Regions from separate parts of the Mus musculus genome. Here all the other regions are linked to region 1. A link is a contact called in public Hi-C and HiChIP or PLAC-seq data. All regions are on one chromosome and are shown on one strand. Each heading gives the region's core, a stretch centred on a gene start, on an enhancer-like site or on the middle of the called end of the contact. The rest is flanking DNA. Distances are from core to core; before and after follow the strand shown. Region 1 overlaps Vav3 (vav 3 oncogene). Region 2 overlaps Fam102b (family with sequence similarity 102, member B). Region 3 overlaps Gm36778 (a long non-coding RNA gene). Region 4 has its middle 93 kb from the start of Slc25a24.

Region 1 (2,634 bases), core at 78-2,577:
CAACTGATTAGCTTAAAAAAAAACAACCTTGAGTTCTTTTGAGAAAAAAAAATTAGAAACTGATTTTGAAAATGTTATAGAACTGATAAGTGCCAGGACAGGACTATAGCCACCGTCTAAGAGAGGACACATGAGATTCAGGTTGGGATGGGAGCAGAACACAGAGAGAAGGCACCTTGGGCTCCAGCTGCCTTGTGGAACTCTGGTGACACTTGAGCAGAGCTGCCTGGTGCTTTGATCTCTGGTTTCCAGTTGTGCATCTGAGTGGACACTCCTTCATTACCTAGTCTGAGCCTGCTGTCCCTCCTGAGCCCGCATGGTGGTCAGCCAGGGCGCCCAAGGACATCTCACCTCTTATGGTCTCACCGTGGCTGTCTCAGAGCACTCTTGGACCATTGAGAAAATCCCTGTGTGACTGACTTTTGGCTATTGTCTGCTCCCCATGGCTTCCTGTCCCCTCTGTTCACCCTTTCACTAATGCCATTCATTAGCCCTGTTCTCTGCTCGCCTATGTTCTCACTGACCCTGTTGCTTCTGGGATGCAATCTCCAGTTTAAAGTGGTAATGAGAAGCCGTGCCTACTTCTCTCACCTTCCTCACACAGTAGGTCTAATTAATGTCAGCCCAAATAAAATCTTGACTTCTTTACACACGTGTTTCCTTTCCCGTGGGGATAGAGGATGTGGGCAGGAAAGGTTGGTCAGGACGGGGAGTCACAGTAGCTCGCTGTTGCTAAGTCCTTACTGCCTTACCCACCTTTCTGGAAACTGACGTCCACAATCTCTTGTTTTGAAGTATCCATTTAAAAATCAACATATTTCATGGAACATAGGCTTTTTAGTGTCTTTCGGTATTTTTTTTGTTGTTGTTGTTTTATTTTATTTTATAAATATTCTTGTCTGTATGCTTCAGAAGGGCAGGGAATTCATAGAGGGGATTTGAGGATCTGGCATTGATCTGTGTCTTTGTCTGTTCACAGTCTGTAAACATCGTCTTTATAGAATAGATGTTGTTCTAAAAATACCACATTGACCAAGCAGCCTTTATTTGTTTTGACTAAATTTAGTATTAGTATTAGAATGATGAAGAGAACAGACATAAAAGTGAAGGGTCTTGCAGCTACTCATTGTAAGATCACCATGCAGTCTTCCCACCCTTCTGTCCCATGAATTTAGCTGTATTATCTTCTAGTATTGAATATAATAAATGACCACCATTAAATCATAGGAGTTGCTTAAACCAAATTTTCAAAGCATGATTAAAGGTAATGCTTAAAGCAGACCTAAGGTAATAGACTATCGTTTGGCTCCCTCTAGTGGTGCATGTTTACATGACAAGTCAAGCTGTATGATTTCTGTCATCTGGGTTTTCCAGCTCCAGGGGGAAAGGGACATGGGCGGGGAAAGACTGTAGTTATTCTCAGTGTTGACAGATCAAAGACAGAAAGTGAAGTATTTTGTAAATCAACAGTTGTCATACAATTATCTCCAAAGAACAAAATAAATTGCCATTAAGATGCACATTAAAGTAGCAGGAATAATATTTTATTGCTGTGTTGTTTTTCTTGCTAAGAGGGCCTAAGACCACAGCATACAACACAACCAGAAGCAGGGTGTTCTCTGGGGTTCTGTAGCACTGACTCATCCCAATGGTGTGTGTCTCAAACCCTACTTTAGCCAGAGGTCTGAGGACTACTTATTCCAGATGTTTTTAAAAAACTAGACTTTTCACTTAGAAACACATAATTTTGGCATCTTCAAATATCAGTAATTTTTATTTCCTAGTGTTTCAGCAGGAGGTTAGGGTTAAACCGCAGAGTTTTGGAGCCACTAGCTTTGCTCCCCTGGTCTCCAGGTCGCTTGCTTCACTTTACCCCTAGGAACCATTAAAAGCATCCCCTCTGTCCTTATGCTCTTGTTAAAAATGATGAAGCCGTGTTTGGTTTATTTTTAAGTTAACAAGTCTATATACATGTCATGTAGAACATGCTGTTTTGAGCTAACTGTGCACTGTGGAGTGTTTAGACAGAACCGACTGATGTGTGTCTACTCTACTTCATTTTTTTTAATGCTACCATGCCACGCCTATTCTTTTCACAATTTTCAAGAATCCAAGAATTCACAGGAGATTGCTATTTATAGTCAATATGTAATTACAATTTCCCATGTAGTTAATTTTATTTTCTATAATAAAACTTCACAAACATTTGATGGACATTCTCACCCCACCCCCGCCAATAACTTAACGCGGAAGTTAATTAGCTGTTCTTATTTATGTTTTATAGAGGTGGGTTCACCTGAGTGAACAAGGCTCCCAATGGGCTCCCTCCTGAGCCAGGAGTTTGGAGACCCCATTTATGGGACTGGTACCCCGCAGAGGCTCATTTGAGGGATGGAGATCCTTGCTCACGCTTCTGTCCTGGGGCTGAGGCTTTTTAGAGGACACTACCTCAATCCAGACAGATGCATCTTCCCCCATTGCCGTTCTTACTCAAAAAGAATCACATAGCAGATCCTCCTTTGCTGCGCTTGATTTTGAGAGTTTGAGCCATCATGTTTATCATTAAAAAAATGCAGTTAATGAGAAAATGAATTCTGGATCTAGATGGTTTCCTCAGTGAGTTTCTGCCAAACG
Region 2 (2,634 bases), core at 42-2,541, 490 kb before region 1:
TCATTTATTTTTATTATGAGTATGGGCATTTTGCCTGCATGTATGTCTGGGCACCATGTGCATGCAAGGCCTGAAGAGGGGTTGGGGCCTCTGGAACCGGAGTTACAGAGAGTGTTCTAGTCACATTCGGGTCCTGGGAACAGAACCAACCTGGGTCCTTTGGAGAACTGGCAGTGTTCCTAACCACTGAGCCATTTCTCCAGTCCCCAGAAAGAATATTCTAATAGTGTGTTAGATCCAATTATTCAGTCTCTAGTGTGCTGAACTTAAAATGAGCCACGCTTGAGTAGCAATTAAAAACCCATAGCTTGCAATAACAACATTATGAACTTCAAAGAGAGTTAAAGAACATTTACTTACCTTTGCATACGCTTTCCCACCTTTTAATTCCTGCAAACACAGAACGCACTGTAAGTGAGGTCACTATAGAATGAAGAATTTAAGACTAAATGTGTGTCAAACAAGTCCTAAGTAGACATTTATATGCTAGTAAATATCACAGGCAATATACATAGAACTATTTTCAACCTGGCTATTCAAATCAATAATAATATCTTAAAAATGACCAAAAATTTCTCTTTGCTTGTAACTTTATTCATTTGGTTTTTGATGTGGAGTCTCTGTATGCTGCACGGACGGACCTTGAACTCCTGGACCTCAAGTGACTCACTTCAGCTTCCTGGATGGTGGGACCGTTGGCCACACAGCTGTGAGGGCCAAGTGTAAAGCACTCGGAGCAAAGCCCAGTACACTGTGCACTGTTGCCTCTGTTACCACAGAAAGCTTCCTTTCTCCAAAGCCACTTTGAGAGCGTGTTTACTGGAGAGTTGTCACTTCCCTTTTGTGACTGACACACTATCTAGCATGCCTATCTTTTACACATTGAATTTAGAGAACCCCAGACGGGCCGCAGCGAGCTCTGGCATTACTTAGGACCGTCTGTCACTCTTCCCTTTCCTGCCACTGTTTCTAGTCCAATGTGCTATCGGCATTTTTTCAGTATCGGGTCATTCCCACATCCTTTAATGGTGCCATTCTTAAACAAACAAAAGGAAACATCCTCTAGGTGTTCCATGGCTCCTCGACTTGCTTATTTTCAGTGCTGTCATGTATGGTCAAAACTCAAAAGTCTTAAACCTCTGCCTGACTCTCGTCAACCCTCTTCAGCTGGATTTGACCTCATTTTCCCTCTCTAGTAGCTCAGGATCTTCATTTTGCAGAAGCTAAAAGCTCCCTGCTTTTATCTTAGTCTCTTACACAAGTGACGGCTTGACCAATGACCTTCCTGATGCCATGATGCCACACCCCCATGCCACACCTCCCGATACCACATCTACTGCTTCCCTGGCTGCTGTTCCTCCTGCCTCTCCTTTCCTCCTTTCTGTAGCTTCTACAGAAAGATTGCTAGCTGTACCTTGGTTATTTGCTCTCACTCTCCATGCAATAGAAACCTGTACTTTTAGTTGGGTATCCGGTTGTGCCAAATAATGGACTATGTCTGTAAAAAACTGCTTTCCCCGAACCTAAGCATTTCTACTTTGAGATATTAAAACCAATTCATTCACCACCAAAACAGCAGCATGATCTTATGAAACAGTGGTTCTCAGCTTTATGAATGGTGTGTAGCAGAATTTCCCTCAATTGGTTTAAATATTAATACAACAAGAAGCCTGTGATTGGAAAAGGAAGGAGTACAGAGATTTTTAGAGACAGGAGAGAGAGGACAGAGAGAATGAAGGAAGATGGAGGAAGAGAAAGACGATCCAGATTCCATGTGGCTTTAAATAGCTACAGGTAGCTATGAATATCATATAAGAGATGGATAATTACAGGACAATTTGTCCAATCCAGGTGGACAGTTTAGTTCAATATCAATTGGCTCTGAGTTCATTGTGTGGGCGTTTCATGGGGTGAGAGTTATGACATAAATCTGACTTATAAATCACAAGCCTCTAGAGTTTTGACTTTACTGGGTTACTGGGATTTAGGACTGAAGACCAAAGGGGGTGGATGGCTGGGAATGTGAACAGAATCTGCAGCAAGAGAACCGCAAGATGGGCGGGCGCTGCACGGGGTTAGCCATGGGGGCAGTGAGGTCGCCAGGGTGGAGAGTAGCCAGGGATAGCACTGGATGGTGCTTTTCTAGTATTTCCTGCAACAGTGTTGTGACCTTTTAATAAGTTCCTTGTGTAGTGATCTCCACTATATAAATTATTTCATTGCATTGGGTGTGGTGGAGCATGCCTTTAATTCTGGCACTTGGGAGGCATAGTCAGGTAGATCTCTGAGTTCAAGGCCAGCCTGATCTACAGAGTTTCAGGACTCCAGGAGTTTGAGTATCATACAGAGAAAAACCCTGCCTCAAAACCAAAAACAAACAACCCCCCCCCAACCAAAAACCCAACCAAACAAATAAAGCTCATTGCAACTTCATAACATTAATTTTACCACTGTTATAAACTGTAATGTGAATATCTGATTTGCAATCCCTGTGAAAGCAGCATTTGATCCCCACCAAAGGGGTCATGACCCACAGGTTGAGAACCACTGTTATAACTGCTTGTCCTATTAAAATTTCCCAAATGAATCAGGGATGGTGGCACATGCCTGTCCTCCCTCTACCTGGGAACCAGC
Region 3 (2,634 bases), core at 62-2,561, 430 kb before region 1:
CTGGACTAAATAATGAGTTTCCTCAATATTCATGTCTACCTGAAACCCTAGGATTTAATCTTATCTGAAAATAGGGCTTCGAAGGAGTAATTAGGATGAGGTGGCAGTGTATTTGTATGAGCGCTAAATCCAGCGATGAAAGTATTCAGAGGTCTTCAGAGGAGAGCGACACACAGGGCACCGGAGGCAAAGCTCAGAGTAAGGCAGCTATAACCCAAGGGCAGCCAGAATTTACCTCAACTGTGGGAAACCAGAAAGTCTGGGGTGACATTCTCCCTCAGAGATTCTGATTGCCTTGATTTTTTTTTCAATGACATTTAAAAAAATTCTCTTTATATCCCAATCACAGCTCCGCCCCAAGTCCCACCCTTACAAGTCCCTCTCCCCCACACCCCCACTGCTTAGATTTTGATCTTCTGGCCTCCCGAACTCAGAGTACATTTCTGTTGTCTTAAATCACCTGTTTCTGGTAATTTACTGTAGCAGCCTGAGAAAACTGCCTTAGCTCAAACTTAAACAACCCCCCACCCCCAAACCAAACCAAAAAACCCCAAAAACCCAAACCCAAACCAAAAAACCAAACAATAACAAAAAAACAAAACAAAACAAAAAACCCCAACTCTTTCTCTGAATATCCATAAACTCAGGGTCAACTGGGTACACCACAAATGACCGCAGTAGACACACTTCCCAAGTGACGGTGAACGAGAGCGGGGCTTGCACAACAAGTTTAAACGACAGAAGGAAAGCTTCTTTTTTCTCCCTCAGTACAATCGGTTAACACACAGCACTTTGCTACAGATGAAACCTTAAGACCATGTGGGTATTCTCTGTATGAAAGACAGCCAAAGGAACCTATACAAGTAAGGCTTATCACTTTCCACGTTGTGGAGATCCACTGCTCACAGAGAAAAAACCTGGGGATTTTAGTCTTTCAGCCACTGTAGTTGGCTTGATGTTCCTAACTCTGGCTTTAACTTGATCATTAACTTGGAAAGATGGCAGTAAAACGAATAAACTATCACATTTGTGAGAAAACTGATCAATGCATTTTCTTGGTTGGATCAATTTTCATGATATTACAACATAGAGAGAAAATATTAAAAAATTAATAAAACAATAATAAAAATTACTTTAAAATTTACGTTGGCAAATCGTGGGTGCATCTTAATCAGAACAGCTTTACATACTTTCTATAGTTATAGCTAAGCTATGCCATTGATTCTGAGGGGAAAGTCATTGAATGAATTATAGTTATAGAAAAACGTCTGTGGTGGCCCACAGAGGAATCCTTAAGTTGTCGTTCTGTTGCTTTGGTGCCCTCTGGTGTCCAAGATACAAAATTACACCTAGTCTACTCGGCCCTAAATTGTTTCCACAGTGCAATAAAATTAAAAAACAAGATTGTTCATTTGCTAAATCTATAGAATCTGTTCACAAACAAAATAAATAATACTTCAACGAAGCATACACAAAATAGCATCTCTGTTGTCTCCATAATGTTAGGGGCCCTTGTTTATTCTTCTTATACCTATCAACAGCATTCTGCTTATATAGTGCTTTTTTTTAAAAGCCAGATTAATTAAATTCTGAGGCAATTTCTCAACTTATTGTTCTCATTTTCCATCAAAAGCTGTTTATGCATTCATAAAAGTCAATGAAACATATTTATGACATACTAATTCCATTAAAAACACTATAGTTATTTGAGCAATTTCACATTTGTAATTAACAGTCACATTGACTGTAATCTAACTTTTGTGCTTTTCTGTCATTCTGGAGGGGTGTGTATTAATAATGGAGATTTTTCTTGGTTATATTTGGGTTCATCCATGGGAGACAGAAAATACCAGGGGTTTAAAGTCTGAGCCTATCTGTCACACGGCCATTTGTTCAGGTCTAGGGCTGAAGTGACCCTTCCGTTGTCACCATGGTCCTGTGTCCTCCTGATGTACTGTCCCTTTTGTTTCTATTTGTCCATATTATTTTAATACTTCTCCACTTTTAAGTACTGGTTTTAATTTTGTGATTGTAACACAGAAGATCCATCTTTTATATTTTAAAAAAAAGCATCATCAGGATCATAAAGCTATGATAGTTACACTCTACACACTCCCAAGGTGCTTTAAAATGATTATGTTTTGAGTCTGTAGGCGAATGACGACGACAATCCAAATACATCACCTGTACAGGCTGGACTACATACTGGTCACGTGGCTGATCGGACAAACAACTGATGTACGGTTCCATCACGTGATCCAAGTAGAACAAGTAGGCGCAGAACCTCCATGGAGTAGACTAGGGTGAGTGCATCTCACAGCAACGTGGAGCCGGCACTCGCATTTCTGACAGAAGCTCCTGGTATAGTGGTCCATGACCTCTATATACTGATGGGCACATGCTCAAATCTGAGCTACTTAGTGTTCTGAAAACCGATGACCTATCAGTCCACTACCACAAATTAGTGCTCCCAGTGGCTGGAATTTTACCTGGTTTCTTTTGTACCATAGCCTTCTCACTCTGCATAATAACTGCCTCTGGATTCTTCTGTCTTCAAACTTCTGGTCCTTGATTTCCATCCTTCTGATGTTCTTTTCTGTACTTTATTCTTCTCTGAAAGAATAGAAGCCACTG
Region 4 (2,634 bases), core at 57-2,556, 280 kb before region 1:
TGCAAGGCTCACCAATTTTTGCAGTCTAGCTAGCCAGCTTGCCCTGGAGACACCTTGCTTTAGGCTCTTCAGTCCTGGGATTACAGAAGACTACTCTGACTTCCCAGCTTTTCTGTAGGTTCTGCAGATCAGAACTCTGGTTCTCGCTTGCAGGGTAAGCATGTTGTTCCCTGAATCACTTTCCTAGCCTATCAGGAGTTCTTAAAGTCACAGGTTGGACCCCGAGTCAGATAACTATGCAGAAGACAACTGGTTATATCTTGAATGTATTTGATTTGAGAGGACTATGACATATTAAATTCACCTGATACCTCAGGATAAAGATCTGGGATGAAGACGTAGTTTTGGAAATTATCTGCTTAAAAACAATACTTGAAGCAATAAGCGGGATTACAACAGTTTAAATGCAACCAAGGGAACAGACTGGAGCCTTAGAGCCTGACACAATTTAAGTCTGGTGGCAGGGGAGGAGTCTGCAGGGGACACTGAAAAACAGTGGCTAGTGGCATGAGAGGCCAACTGTGGGGGTGTGGCTGAGAGAGGAAATGACTTCAAGAAAGTTACACTAGGAAGTATGACAATAGTCAAAGGTTAGAGATATCCCCAGGTAAGGTAAAGCCAGTGACACATTGGTGAGGAAGTAGAATGCTGTGGGTTGAGGAGTAGACAGGAGATGACAAAATGATGCTTGGGAATGAAAGTGTGTCTAAAGGTGCAGCTGTGAAAGAAAGAGATGGAAGGAAGTGAGTGGGGAGAGTACAAGCTGCAGAAGATGGGTGAAAAGGGATTGTGGGGAGGGGATCTAAAGAAAGACATCCTGAGTGGTAATAAAGGTTGAATGTGGACTTGCAAGTGGCTTGACTGGCTGAGGGAACCAGTTACCCGCTAAGCTAAGTGGAAGCCAGTAGGCAGAAACAGTCTGAGGAGGCATTTCATGTCTGTCAGGTAGCAATGAACATGAAGATAAATCCAGTGCTCATTGTGAAGGATGAAAAGGAGAGATCTGTCTTTTTCCGAAGTTGAACATCTTAAGGGAATCTGAGATCACTCATTCATTCAACATTGAATAGCAGATGCCTATGTTAACAACCCAGAGTATTGGTGGGCCACGACTAGAGGAGACATTTACTGACCCAGAATTCCCAGGTGCTTGCTTGTCTCTTTGCTGTAACCAAATTCCAGACAAGAAGTAGCTTAGGGGAAGAAAGATTTATTTTAGCTCACAATTTCATGGAGGGGGAGTCACAGTGGCTGCCAGTTGGTAGAAACTGTTTGTATAATTTTGGCATTTCCTGGAAGCACAGGCTGTCAGGAAGTGGGCTGGCTATAAATTTCACAATCTTCCAGTGACCTACTTCCTTTATTGAGGATCCATCTCTGAAGATTCCATTAGTTCTCTGAACAGCATCACCACCAGTGTTTAAACACAACAGCTTGTGGGGACTAGTTTACATTTAAACCATAGTGGCTTGAGAGAGAAAATGTGTTTAATGGATAGGCATACTGTATTTGCTCAGTGTTTTCAGTCTCGATGGCACGTGAGGATTTTTGTTGTTTGCTTTCTTAAAGTGCCATGCTAGTCCTAGCCAGTCTGACTCTATCTGAGCCTCTGTGGATAGCACATGAGCACTCATGGTTGTCAAAGTTCCTCAGGGACCCCTAATATGCAGTCAAGTGAATAAAGTACAAATGAGCATAGAGTTGTTGGCATGGGGGATTGCTTTGCTGATGCTGACAAGAGGGATGGATGCTATTTTGGTGGGTATTAATGGCACCTGCTCTTGGCATCAGGGACCTCATAAGGCAGAATAATGCTTAAGAAGGCTACAAGATCTAGAGCAGTGGGTCTTAATCTTCTCAATTCAATGACCATTTAATACAGCACCTCATGTTGTTCATGTTGTTCACCACAGTGACTCCCAAGCATAAAATTATTTCACTAATACTTTGTGTTTTAGTTAGAGTTTTATGACTGTGAACAGACACCATGACCAAGGCAAGTCTTATAAACAAACAAACAAACAAACAAACAAACAGAAAAACATTTAATTGGGGCTGGCTTACAGGTTCAGAGGTTCAGTCCATTATCATCAAGGTGGGAGCATGGCAGTCCAGGCAGGCATGGCGCAGGAGGAGCTGAGAGTTCTATGTCTTCATCCAAAGGCTGCTAGTGGAAGACTGACTTCCAGGCAACTAGAGTGAGGATCTTATACCCACACCTACAGTGACACACCCATTCCAACCATGTCACACCTATTCCAACAAGGCCATACCTTCAGATGGTGCCACTCCCTGGTCCAAGGATATACAAACCATCACACTTTGTAACTGTCTCAAATGAAATGTATTCACTGATAAGTGGATATTAACCCAGAAACTTAGTATAGCGAGATATAAGGTACAATATGTAAAACATATGAAACTGAAGAAGAACGAAGACCAAAGTGTGGACACTTTGCTCATTCTTAGAATTGGAAACAATCACCCATGGAAGGAGTTACAGAGACAAAGTTTGGAGCTGAGACAAAAGGATGGTCCATCTAGAGACTGCCATATCCAGGGATCCATCCCATAATTAGCCTCCAAGCGATGACACCATTGCATACACTAGCAAGCCTTTGTTGCAAGTACGGT

Evidence for each region. Hi-C and Micro-C count contacts between places; a contact is called where the count stands out from the background. HiChIP or PLAC-seq counts read pairs in DNA pulled down with a chosen protein or histone mark.
Region 2: a contact with region 1 is called in an H3K4me3 HiChIP or PLAC-seq map of bone marrow-derived macrophages, with 4 times the contacts expected there. The contact joins two enhancer-like sites. A contact is called at or near these places in 1 of 15 datasets of contacts at CTCF or cohesin (large pre-B cells), 1 of 484 Hi-C or Micro-C datasets (bone marrow-derived macrophages) and 1 of 115 datasets of contacts at active chromatin or transcription factors (bone marrow-derived macrophages).
Region 3: a Hi-C map of bone marrow-derived macrophages shows a contact between it and region 1, with 19 read pairs. The contact joins two enhancer-like sites. A contact is called at or near these places in 4 of 15 datasets of contacts at CTCF or cohesin (the NIH/3T3 cell line, large pre-B cells, pro-B cells and 1 more), 39 of 484 Hi-C or Micro-C datasets (B cells, the C2C12 cell line, the HL-1 cell line and 25 more), 1 of 115 datasets of contacts at active chromatin or transcription factors (astrocytes) and 2 of 9 other capture datasets (liver and macrophages).
Region 4: a contact with region 1 is called in a Hi-C map of bone marrow-derived macrophages, with 34 read pairs. The contact joins two enhancer-like sites. A contact is called at or near these places in 1 of 15 datasets of contacts at CTCF or cohesin (large pre-B cells), 2 of 484 Hi-C or Micro-C datasets (bone marrow-derived macrophages and cortical neurons) and 2 of 9 other capture datasets (adipose tissue and liver).

What each region holds. Positions count from the first base shown.
Region 1 is chr3:109,490,449-109,493,082 of GRCm38.p6, forward strand. All of the region lies in intron 2 of Vav3 (vav 3 oncogene), which reads left to right. Among named protein-coding and RNA genes, the nearest start is that of Vav3, 150 kb to the left of the region's middle. Within about 2 kb of position 1,328, at least 6 of the 459 cell types and tissues checked have an H3K27ac peak or open chromatin away from gene starts, as enhancers often do. A contact at or near this core is called in bone marrow-derived macrophages, where this site is marked.
Region 2 is chr3:108,996,675-108,999,308 of GRCm38.p6, forward strand. It overlaps Fam102b (family with sequence similarity 102, member B), which reads right to left. Exons shown (of 11, transcript NM_001163567.1): 3 at 361-390. Among named protein-coding and RNA genes, the nearest start is that of Gm43221, 2.7 kb to the right of the region's middle. Within about 2 kb of position 1,292, at least 80 of the 459 cell types and tissues checked have an H3K27ac peak or open chromatin away from gene starts, as enhancers often do. A contact at or near this core is called in bone marrow-derived macrophages, where this site is marked.
Region 3 is chr3:109,061,885-109,064,518 of GRCm38.p6, forward strand. It overlaps Gm36778 (a long non-coding RNA gene), which reads left to right. Exons shown (of 4, transcript XR_375965.2): 3 at 2,154-2,303. Among named protein-coding and RNA genes, the nearest start is that of Gm36778, 7.5 kb to the left of the region's middle. Within about 2 kb of position 1,312, at least 4 of the 459 cell types and tissues checked have an H3K27ac peak or open chromatin away from gene starts, as enhancers often do. A contact at or near this core is called in bone marrow-derived macrophages, where this site is marked.
Region 4 is chr3:109,215,230-109,217,863 of GRCm38.p6, forward strand. No RefSeq gene overlaps it. Among named protein-coding and RNA genes, the nearest start is that of Slc25a24, 93 kb to the left of the region's middle. Within about 2 kb of position 1,307, at least 9 of the 459 cell types and tissues checked have an H3K27ac peak or open chromatin away from gene starts, as enhancers often do. A contact at or near this core is called in bone marrow-derived macrophages, where this site is marked.